Regions from separate parts of the Mus musculus genome. Here region 2 is linked to region 1. Evidence: chromatin contacts called from public Hi-C data. All regions are on one chromosome and are shown on one strand. The core of a region is the stretch at or near the end of the contact, and the rest is flanking DNA. Distances in the headings are between cores, read along the strand shown. Region 1 overlaps Cdk14 (cyclin-dependent kinase 14). Region 2 overlaps Cdk14 (cyclin-dependent kinase 14).

Evidence for each region. A called contact is a pair of places that touch in the nucleus more often than the background predicts.
Region 2: a contact with region 1 is called in a Hi-C map of muscle stem cells, with 2.4 times the contacts expected there. The contact joins two enhancer-like sites. A contact is called at or near these places in 2 of 39 promoter capture datasets (the 3T3-L1 cell line and liver), 7 of 484 Hi-C or Micro-C datasets (the AtT-20 cell line, the C2C12 cell line, the HL-1 cell line and 4 more) and 1 of 115 datasets of contacts at active chromatin or transcription factors (fibro-adipogenic progenitors).

The regions. Positions count from the first base shown.
Region 1 is chr5:4,960,478-4,966,102 of GRCm38.p6, reverse strand. All of the region lies in intron 10 of Cdk14 (cyclin-dependent kinase 14), which reads left to right. Among named protein-coding and RNA genes, the nearest start is that of Fzd1, 210 kb to the right of the region's middle. Within about 2 kb of position 3,937, at least 38 of the 459 cell types and tissues checked have an H3K27ac peak or open chromatin away from gene starts, as enhancers often do. A contact at or near this core is called in muscle stem cells, where this site is marked.
Region 2 is chr5:5,112,677-5,118,981 of GRCm38.p6, reverse strand. All of the region lies in intron 6 of Cdk14 (cyclin-dependent kinase 14), which reads left to right. Among named protein-coding and RNA genes, the nearest start is that of Gm30151, 250 kb to the left of the region's middle. Within about 2 kb of position 3,686, at least 7 of the 459 cell types and tissues checked have an H3K27ac peak or open chromatin away from gene starts, as enhancers often do. A contact at or near this core is called in muscle stem cells, where this site is marked.

The DNA.
Region 1 (5,625 bases), core at 2,688-5,187:
CTAGGCATTCTCCAATATTGTGCCATTCCACGGGAATGATGCACAACTCATGAAACAATGTGTTTAAACTCGCAAACACTAAGGCAGCATCTTTGGAGTTACTGTAGTCAAGTTGAGGTGTTTCCATGGCCTTTTCTGATGAGTCCACTGTGCAGGTGCACAGTGGGGCACTTGGAGGAATGCTTATAAAGAACACTTTAGAAATAGTTATGTCATTCTCACTCCAGTGTAGGCTAAATAATGAATAATTAAGATATTAGTTGGAACCTTAATTTTACCTTGCTTGGAAAATGGATATTTGCAAATGCTGATGTGTTACTGGCCTTGAGAAGGAGACCACACCATTGAGTATCCGGACAGGCCATCAGTTCTGTCCTTACTTGAACTAAGTAGACGGAGATTGAAACAGAAGGCAGTATGAGGATGGAGGAAGAAACTAACTTGACGGGACCGCACCCCAAGGTACCAGCAAGTGCTGAAACCTGCAGGCTCCTTCCCTGGAGCCTGCACAGGGAGCAAAGCCCTGCTCACATCTCCATTTCAGCTCACTGAAACAGCCCCCACACTAGGAGAAAATATATTTAGCTTGTTCTAAGGTGCCAATTATGTATTTTACAGTCATGGGAATATAATGCATTCATGTTTACATGCTTTTGTGTGTAATATTATATTTATGTCCTATTGCTGTGATAAAACACCTTTACCAAGGCAACTTTGAGAAGGAAAAGTTTATTTGGGGCTTTCGGTTCTAAAGAGGTAGCACACTGTCACCTCCACAGCAGAGAACCATGACAGCGGGTCAGCAGGCAGACGGGTACGCTTCTAGAGCAGCAACCAACAACTTGGATCCTGAGCTACAAACAAGCAGAAAGAGCTCACTGCAAACAGCACATATGTTTTGAAGCCTCAAAGCCTGCGCCTAGGGCCATACTTCCTCTAGCAAGACCATACCTCCTGGTGGACTAAAAACAGCAGCCAACTAGAGACCAAATATTCACATGCCCAAGGGTAATCGGGGACACATCATTCTAATTACCGTAAATATATTTTTAAACTAGTTTTGGGAATATAGGTGTTTCACAATTGGCAGCTTTATCATGTTGAACTTTGAGGCGATCCGAATCAACATTAACATTTATCATTGAACTGGTCTCAGCTGAAGCAAAGGGTTTCAGTGCATGGAGCAGTGTCACTATTTGTGTCCAGGAGTGTTGGGAGGCACTGTTACCTAAGCAACGGTCCAGAGAGGAAAGGAAGGAATTTGTTGAGTTCTGATTTGCAAAACACAGAGCCAGTTCCCAAGTCTGAACTATCCCAGCTGCCCATGGCCGCAAGCTCCAGTTTGCCTCCACCCCTCGTCCCAGGTGCTGTCTGAACAAATAATCTCATGTTGGTGAGGGTGCACCCGTGGCCATGACCGCCTCTGCCCTGCTTGTGCATTCTAGCTTAAGGGTGGCAGGTTGTTAGAATGAGTCTTGCTAAGCAGGGGCTCTCAGACCCATACTCTCAGAATCCATTGGCGTTTGTGCTGTTGTAGCTTCTAACTCCAGAGCCACCCTGATGCTGTGTGGTTCTGCGCGTCACCTCACCACTGGGGTGTGTGAACACCATTCGGGGAGATGAAGTGCAGAGGTTGAGGCTACATTCATTTCTCACCATCATCTGGGTGCTGGGCTCATGGGGCATGCTGTTCAGGGGAGGTGAAACATAGCATAAGATAGGGGCCCCGGCCGGAGCTTCTCTGGGTGAGAAACGGTGCAGGCTGGGGCCAGGCTGCAGTTCTCTAATGCATGGGTACTCAAATGCTGCTAGGAACTGCAAGTAGTTGAGAAAGAGGGGTGGGGGTAACCATGGGCCTGAGATGAGTGGGGTGGAGGAAATCCTGCTTAGCCCAGAGTGGGTGTCAGGAGTGCAGAGAGGCCTTCAGCAGGAGACTTAGCATGGCTCTGTATTGACTAAGACTTCCTCAATTGGTGGTCTTTGAGGAAGGAGAGTCCTTGCTTGTCCAAAGTGTTTATTCATGATAGAAAATGGATGTATACAACTTACTCAGAGTGGACCAGAGATTAAATACTTTTTGCTTCGTGCAAAAAGTATTTATTAGCTAAGCCCTCAAGTCCAAGCCATCTAAATACCTCATTAGTATGGAGAGCTCTGGGCTCTGCGCTACCTGACCAGTTGTCCTGGTCCTCTTAGTGGGATGTCTTGGTGGTCACTGTGTTCCAGGACAGGAATCCCGGTTCCTTCATCAACTTGACCTTACCAGTTTTTCTGCCTGGTGACACAGTTCCACCTGCCCCCACACTGCTGCTACTTGAAGGAATACATAGTGAGTAACCGAGCTCCTATCTAGTGCTCCTGTCCCCAGATCCTTTTGTTGGGTCCCTTGGAAGCTCTGCTGTGGTGCTCCAGTGGGCAGGCTGCATTTGTATGGAGATTATGCTCAACCCCCACCCCCACCCCCAGTGCAGAGCTGTCCCACTGGCTGCTGCCTGCACATCTCATTGCACATCTCATCCTGTCTGAGGCCCTGTTACAGTAACTCACTCACTCTGCAAAGCAGTCACTGAGACAACAGTGAAGCAGTGAGGGCATCCCGTTTAAGCAGACAGGCATTCAAAGCAACAGGGAAGAGAAAGATGGAGACACTGGAGAAGATGGAAACAAAATATTTTAAGTGAGCTGCTCTAGTTGGAGGACTCTGGTTCTACAAGACATTTTCTGAAATAATTTTTAAGTTGGTTGGTTGTGTTTCTCCTCGGGTTTTCTAACAGCTGTTTGGTCTCTCTTCTGCAAATCTTTTGTGGCCTCTGGACCCAGACTTAGGCAATCAATCAAATCTACAAGTCATTTATCAGAAGCCCCTGAGGGTGGGTTAGGTAGTTAGACTGGGGCAGTCAGAGGCCCCAGGCCTAGCATATTATCTGTGAGTTTAGGATAGTTGACATATCTTTGCTCTCCTTTGGGCCAGTTAAAGTGATTGTTTGGAGTGTGAATATCTCAGTAAATATTTTGGGGTGTGTGTGTGTGTGTGTGTGTGTACACAAGAGAGAGAGCATGTGCACACGCACAAGTGTGTGCAGTTTATGCATTGGTACACGTTCATGTGTGTACTTCGTTCATGTGTGTACGTGTACGTGTACGTGTGGAGGCCAGAGGACCTCAATTGTTATTCCTCAGGAATCTTCCACCTTGGAGTTTTGAGACATGGTCTGTCTCTGGAACTCAGGCAAACCAGACTGGCTGGCCAGCAAGCCCAAGGGATCTCGCCTCCTGTTCCTGCCTCCCTGGCACAGAGATTACAAACATGGAACTACCACATCTAACTGGGTTTTGGGATCTAACTCATGTCGTCATGTTCACATAGCGAGTACTTTGCTAACGGAGATATTTCCTCAGCTCTCTCCTTCATTTTGATCTGTTTGTGCATCTGTGTATATGCGCATGTACATGATTGCATGTATACATGTGTTCACATGGGCATAACAGACAAAGGTAGATGTTGACTGTCATTCCTCGGTCTCTACCTTGTAGGTGGAGACAGCGTCTCTCACTAAGACCGGAGCTCGCCAGCTCGCCTGTACAGCTCGCCTAGCAGTCCTCAGGGATTACGTGTCTCTGCCTTCCCAGCACATGCCAAGTCCCCATACTTGCATGGATATCTTCATAGTCTCCTTTGTCTTGTTGTTTTAATGGATATTTTCTCCATGCTTATAGAGGAGTCCGTGGTGTGGCCAGCTCTGCTGAGCCTCACCATTGCTATCTGATTCTGTACTGCGCAGTTTCCAGAAGCTGCACTTACTTCCTTACTCGGGTTCCTTTCCATCTAGACGTTGGCCATGGTGAAAACACTGCAAATATTTGGAAACATCCTCCCTTTCAATCCAGTGCAGCTGAGCCTCCAGCGAGTAATTCCAGCCCCTGTCTGAGGCCCGTGCTTAGGCAGCTTTTACTGCTCGGTCTCTAGGCTCCCCCTACTGGTCGTTTCTATGTAATGCTCTCTGCCTTTTCTTTCTTCAGTCATTTTCCTGTGCAGGATCTCCTACTGCCATATTCCTCACACCAGACACAGCCCAAGCTCTTCTTTGCTGTGTAACAGCATCACCAAAATCTTACCAAATCAATGCATGATTATTGCCTCAAAATTTCTGTGGGTTGGGAGTTTCCAGACTTGGACAAGATGTTTCCTCTGCTTCCTGATTTCACAAAGATACAATCAATGAATCTGCTAGGGCTTGCAAGTTTAACTAAGGTAACTGGATAAGGGTAGACATCCAAGTTCATGTGGTTGCTGGAAACAGTTTCCAGCTGGCTATTGGAGTGATGACTGGCTAGGCTTTTTGCTGGCTGTTGGCTTAGGTCAACCACAGCTTCTTGTCTCTAAATCTTCCGACCATAGCTGTTTGCTTCCAAAAAGCCAGTAAGCAAATAGGACTTTTAACCCAATGGGAGTTATCAACTGACCCAACAATTGAGATCTTACCTTCCTTGTATTCATTTGATTAGAAAAAGTCGCTGGCCACTCCCATGTTCAGTGTGGATACCAAGTGCAAGCATCAGGGGCTCAGCATGGGCTTTTGTTTTTAGTGTAGCTTATGTCTCTTTCCATCATGGAGCACTGAGTAGAGCATGAGGCCTGGCCTTTACGCGTATTGTCGCCAGCTTCCGCTGCACTGGGTGGACAGTTGTTTCTGCTTTGCTAAATATTAAGCACCCTCACCACTTTGGGGGGCATTTGTGATTTAAGCTAGGGTCTTGTGCATGCTGAGTGCATACTGCACACCCTGAGCTATATCCCCAGCCCACCAACCTCCTCTGCTCTGTTCATCTAAAAGTGTAAAACAGCTCTGTAGTGACATTTTTTGAGAATTCTGGGATTTTGGTTTCTTTTGAAAATACAGAAATATTATAAGAATGTGCTTTTGTTTTAATCCCTGGTGTAGGGGTGTGGGGCTGCTTCGTTATCCACAGCAGCTGACTATGACTTGCCCAGTGCGCTAACAGAAGTGTGGTCTTGACAACTGCAGATAATTTTCTGCAGTTGTGTAACCTTTGGAATTCTGGGAAGTTTCCAGAAGATGCATAGATGCTAGGCTCCCGAGATGCAGGGGAGGTGGTAGTTGGTCATTAAGGGAGGTTGGTTGAGGCTTGTTAGTAGCCATAGCCAAAGAAAAACCAAAGAAATAAGTTAGATGCAGGGCTTTCTTTTTATTCTATCCTTGTTTCTCTCCTATCTAGTATTAGGGAGTGAAACCGAGGGGATAAAGGGTGGAAAAAAGAAGAACCCACAAAGTAGCAAAGGCCAGCTACACAATTCCTCTATTTCCACGTCAAGTCACTGATGAAATGCTGAAGAGGGGGCTGGTGTGTATATATGGGTACACTTACACGATACATACCCGCCCAGACACATTTTCATATATGTGTGTGCTGAAAGGGAAAGAATGACAAAGGGGATTCCTGGAGACTTCCCGGTCCTCTGGGAGCCAGGAAGTTCAGCTCTTGAGACCAAGACCGTTGTCTTCCTTGCCAAGTGATCTGCTCTTGAACTGAGCCACTTTGTAGCTCAGCAGCCTTTCCCTGTGCTTCTCGGGGGCAGCAAGGTGCATCAGGGAATAACAACCA
Region 2 (6,305 bases), core at 2,437-4,936, 150 kb before region 1:
GTGACACGTCCTAGGCGGAGGATAATTCTCCTTAAAAGGGACGGGGTTTCGCCATTCTCTCTCTTGCTCTGGCTCTTGCTCTCTTGCGCTCTGGCTCCTAAAGATGTAAGCAATAGAGCTCTTGCTCTCTTGCTCTCTTGCGCTCTGGCTCCTAAAGATGTAAGCAATAGAGCTCTTGCTCTCTTGCTCTCTCTCTTGCTCTCTGGCTCCTGAAGATGTAAGCAATAAAGCTTTGCCGCAGAAGATTCCGGTTTGTTGCGTCTTTCCTGGCCGGTCGCGAACGCGTGTAAGAGACCATATTCTCTTTTTAAGTGAGCACTTGTCTAACTAATGGAAATATCTGGAGCTGTTATCACCTCCCATATTTGTCTGAACACCTTACCCCATAGGCCCACCATTCCCTTCCATTCTTTGTCTAGAGACCTGGGGTCACTAGGTGCTGGCAGCTTAGCTCACTGGTTCTGGGTCCTCTCTGAAGCAGCTGAGGGGAAAGAGCGTTGGTGGGGGAAGACTTGGGCTTGCAAGAGAAGAGGATGCTTTCTATAATGTTGCTTAACAGCCAGGGATTAAGTAAAGGGCCAATTGCTAGGGCTCCTTCATCTCTTGACCAAAAGTCTTGCCTCTCACTGACAAGGAAGGACGATGGTTTGGAGCAATTAACTTTTGTTGAACCCGGAGATGAGAGTCATACTCACAAAAGGAAAAACTTTTATACAGGCAAATACACATAAACACACATATACTCTTGCATTCATTCATACATATGTATTCGTACATACTTTAATATACTCTTGTTGGGGATAGCTACTTGTCTCATACTTACATACTTACACACACATACACACAAAAAACCCTATACTCACCTATGCATAAATTTTTGGTGGGTGAAGCAAATGCCGTCATGAGAAAGCTCCATAGAGCAAGCATTGGTGCAGAAAGAACTCACTCATTCTGTATAAAATATAAGCTTCAACAGTTACTGCTAGAGAAAGAAAATGATTCTATCCTTTTATTGCTAAATGAATTTTAAAAACCTGTATCATTGTAGGAAAAGCCTGACTGTTACTTTCTGCTCTCTCAGCCATTCCGTCCCTTCTTAGTCTCATCTCTTTTCTTCTCACCAGTTATATCTTACCATATACTGCTGCTTCTGCTCAGTTCCTCTTATATTTTTCTCCTCATTTTTGTCTTTTCTCATGTGCTCAGCTTCTCATCTCTGTAATGCTTCTAACCTATTCTCCTTCTGTCTCCTAATGCCATCATTCCTAGTTTTTTGTACCTTTCAGGAGAATAGATCACACAATATTCCGAAAGTTCACAACAAGTTCAAACATAAATTTGAATCATATATTGAACAAAAAGTTGCAACAGAGATGTCTACCTGTGTTCCCCTGAAGAGTAGTTATATAACTAGATGTTCTGTTATTAGCTTCACGGGTTAATTGTGAGTCTAAAACTATAATTCTTATGTCTAATTTAACATTGGAGTTTTGTATAGATAATCCCGGTCAACATTTTTTCTCTTCTGTTCTTGCACCTACAATAAATCTTTGTTACTTTTACAACCTTTTGTTAATTGTTTTATGGCCCAAGTTGTAAATCTGTATCAATGCCTGCTTTCTATCGCAGCAGCACAATAACTCATAGCAAGTAAAGCCTGTCAGAGTTCTCATCGCAGTTTTAATATCACAGAGAGCCTTAATTGCAGTCCTTATTATAAAGGGCTCAGTAATTACTAGTATAAATTAAGGAATTCTTACAGCGTTAGGAATTAAGAAATCATCTATTTGTCTATATAGCATCACTACAGACAGAACACCTTCATTGATTGTCAGAAAATCTGCCCAGTAGAGTGGGCTCATTCTCAGGGATTGTCATATTGATTTAATAATGACAGGAAAGCATATCAATAAAAAGAATAAATCCTGAGATTAGTCTCTTAGGGCCTTGCCTCCAGAGCTCATTCACTGCAGTCTATGCAAAACAGTGTGTATCTCAGTAAAATCACCTGCTAGGCTTAGCCTTTCCTAGATGGCTCCTGACAATGACAGGTTAAAACCCTGACTGTGTTGGTGCCCTCAAAGGCGCTCAGTGCCTTGGCTGAAATCTGTTGGACTTCCTTTTTCTAGGCTCATTTTTTTTCCTTTTTAGTTTGTTTCCATTGTTCCTTTTATATAATTTTGTTCTAAATATACCTTCTTTCTGTATAATAAACATAGTGTTTTTCTACTTTTTGAAGTACCCATCCATTCAAGAAAACTACAAATACTAATTTATAAATAGATTATCAATAGACTGTTACCTTTCAAGTTACAGTTAATATATAGAGCTCTGATTTAAGGATCCAAATACATGACACATGGTACCAGAAAGTCTGAATATAGCAAAAATTTGGAGAAAAGGTAATTTAAAAAAACAATCAAGTAAAATATATCATTTCTTAAAGTTACTGAATTTATATCAGTTTTAAAAATTTAATTAAACACACACACACACACATACACACACACACATTTAATACCCTTACTGTGTTTTAACATGTTGCTAATGAATAAAATACTGAATAGGATTTGCCTAGTGTCAAATACTATTTTACTCTTCCTAGGAAGACTATATGTCTTTCACTATCTAACTTGTGCATGACATGTCCTCTGCTTAGCTAATGAATTCTGATCATTATCTGTTGCTTTGGTCTAACTTGGCCAGTTGCTAAGTGCTACGCATCACTCCTTGTCCATCAGCCCAGAGACTGCAGCACTACCACGTGTTGTGTTTGAAGACTTGTAATTCATGCTCACAGGCATGTTACCTTTGAGCGTTTATTCATGTACATTTTGCATATACTCTTATTATATGTTACCTGTAGTTTTAAATTGTTTTGAGCACACAGACATTGAAGACCAGAAATTATGATTATGAAGTGTCTACTCTACTTTTAAATGAACACATCCTCTACATTAACATAAAAAATCCCATACTCAACTTTGAAGTTGTTTCAATTTTGTATAAATATAAAATTCCTATTAAAATAAATCTGAGTCATCATAATTTCCAAATATTTTTATTAGTCACTTGTTTTTTCTCTTCTAAATTTCAGTAACTTCATTTTCTCGCTGGGGGCCATGTGTGTGTGTGTGTGTGTGTGTGTGTGTGTGTGTGTGTGGTCACTTGTTGCCAAATGTTTCTTATGCTCATCTCCTTGATAGAAATTATAACCAGTTTCAGATGGTGAGTTGATCATGTGCCAAGCCTACTAATTAGTTTGAAGTAAATATTGAGGGATATTTTACTCAAATTGTCCAGTATGACTGTACAAAGTTATTTATGGTATATTTGATTCATGTTTGAAATTGGCAGAGGCAAATTTTCCAATGTGTTCACCCTGGAATCAGGAAAGCACAGCTGAATTGTTCTGTAACCAAGCAGTGAGGTTTTATTTTTTTTTTTCTTGAAATCTTTTCAACAACCTCTCATTTGGCAAATTGTACGAGATCAACAGAAGGGAGGAGTATTAAATGTTCCACCTCACCGACTAGAGGTTGGCATTAGAGCTAAAAAGCATAATAGATTAGCCATGGCTGTTTATGCTTCTAAAAACCTGAAGGTTCACACTAAAGCAGCATCAAGTATTCCTGCTGAATATGTCAGATGCTGGGGAAGTTGTCGCTGCAAGTATTGTCCAAACTTTGAGGAAAAAAGGAAGCTGCTTTCTTTATAGGATTTCCTGTGATTTCACACACACCCTCAGCCCCGAGGAGAGATCATAGTGACAAAATAACAGAGAAGCAGAAGGGAGAAGCTGCCCTTTGTCTTTTTTTTTTTTGAATCACAAGCAGGACAATGATTTGCTTTTTGGATATACATGGGTCTGAATTTCTAATCCATTGAAAATTCTAGAAATACTAAGAATGCAAGAATTAAAGTGATTTCCTGCATGCTTTGTGAACCAGAGCCTTTTTTATGTTCACTGTAGAAAGAGCTACTGCTTTAAAGCAATACGTTTAAGTTTTTGAGAGATATGACACTGCCTCTGATCATCATATTCTGTAGATAAGGACTTGCACTTTTACACTCACAGAACTTGAGAAACCTGAAGTTCATTTGCCCCTAAATGTATTGAAATAATTTAAAAAGCAAACTCTGATTTGGAAAACAGACTTCTTGCTAGGTACCATGGCGAACATCTGTAAACCCACCCCTGAGAAGTCAGAGGTAGGAAGATCATTGTTTGAGGCCAGTCTGGATTGGATACTGAGTTCCAGGCTATCCTGGGCTATATAGTGCGACCCTGCTACAAACAAAGCAAAAAAACAAATACAAAAACAAACAAATGAAAAAACAAAATAACAACAACAACAACAACCCAACAACAACAAAAGGTGAGGGGAAAGATGAGAGGTCTTTACCTACACGTACTCACACGTACTCTAAATTGATCCCTCCTTTATGACCATAACACACATTTTTTAGACTTCAGTCCTTAAGTCTTGATGTCTTTCAGGCTTCAAAAGTCTTTCTCTAAACACATTACATTGTGGGAGAAAATGTATTTGTAACATAATGGATTTTTTTTTCCAGACATCTCTTGCGTTCATGAGACTTTTGATTAGTCCTATTTTGGAGTTTTGGCCTACAGGCTTCCTTCCTCTGGTGATGAGGAAGAATTCTATGGTATTTAGGAAAATTATATTAACACTGCTTCCAATATACCCTTCTCTGTCCTTTTTTTTCCTAAATGTGTTATTAGCAGGTCAAATATATGAATGGGATTATAAATGGTCCCTTTTTCTTAAAAAGAGGAAGAACACATTGGCATAAATTTAGCTCTCTTTGCTATTTTCTCATAATTGTTACCAAGTTTCTATGTAGTGAAGATGTTTTATTCATCTTATGAATTTTTAAATATTTCACTCCTTTAAGATTAATAAAGTGACACAGACTTTTCAGATGACTTGCCCAAGAAATGGATCAACAAAGTCTAATTTTCTCCTTCTCACGAGCTATTCAAAAATTAATATTTTTAAAATTAAGTATTATATGCTCTCAAAGTGCACCTCAGCACAACTAATTTTCTAAGACACTTATTTCTGTAACCAACTCCCTATAAAGGTTATCTTACCTAAACAGAGCAAGCTTATGAAGTAGCTCTTCTAGTCATCTTTGTAGCCAGCAAGTTATCCCATGCTTGTCATGGTAACTCAATACTGTTGCTTTAATACTTGGGAAGTTGTAGTTATCCTGGAGGTCCAAGCCAGCCTGACAACATCATGTCTCCCTACAGTCCTAAACAACAAGGAATCAAAACTGAACCAAAATTATTGTAGAATGGCCACTTTATTTACTACTGTTTTCCTGTCTAGTCTTGGTCTCTTCTCTACCTTTTGATCTCTCCCTGTTTCAAATTCCTTTGTTTTTGTTGTTGTTGTTGCTCTCTGTAATTTTAGGGTCTCCAATATTTCTAGCAGAGTGGCTTCAGAGTTCAGAGTTAAGATATTCTTAACTACTATTCTAGATTCTTTTTCTCTTTTGCATGTATACGTGTGTGTGTGTGTACATGTGCAATATATGTAGGCATGCATTTGGAGGCCAGAGGTTGAAATCTAGAGTCTCCCTTAGTTGTTCTATGCTTTCTTTACTAAGTCAGTGTCTCTTACCCCACACAGATGTGCCCAGTGCATCTAGTCTAGCCAGCCAGCTTGCTCTAGGATTCCGTCTCTGCTTCCCATATTGGTATTAGAGGTAGACTCACCCAAATTCTTCGTGTTGGTGCTGGTAATTTGAGTGTAGGTTCTCATGCTTCTCTGGCAAGCACTTTATCCATTGAACTATCTCCCTCCTTTAAGATAGCACTTGTATAGGAGCTGGCCAGACCGAGATATGTGGCTTAGAAAATGAACTATACTGCTGAGAACTTCCAGTATATAATTTTTAATTTAAAAAATATTAACTTTAGGGCACATCATGAGAAAAAGAAAAATTAAACAATTTTAACCTCCTTTTTTCAGATTCTTATGGGAAATCAATGTTTATTGAATATCCTTCTCATAAGGTGTTCTAATATTAATATGTTTTAAATGAAAAATTTTATACACTTGAATTTCACTCACCATAATTCATTTTCTAAGCCATGTGTCTTTGTGTGGCCAGCTCCCTTGCCTATATTCCATTCTCTTTATTTTTATGCTTTTACTTTTCCTTTAAAAAACTCAACCTTGTCTCAAAGTGCAATGTACATTTTTAAAAGGTTATTATGTGAAGCTGATGCCATTCCATTGTCTTATGTGGTCTAGTCCCCTGAATGGTTT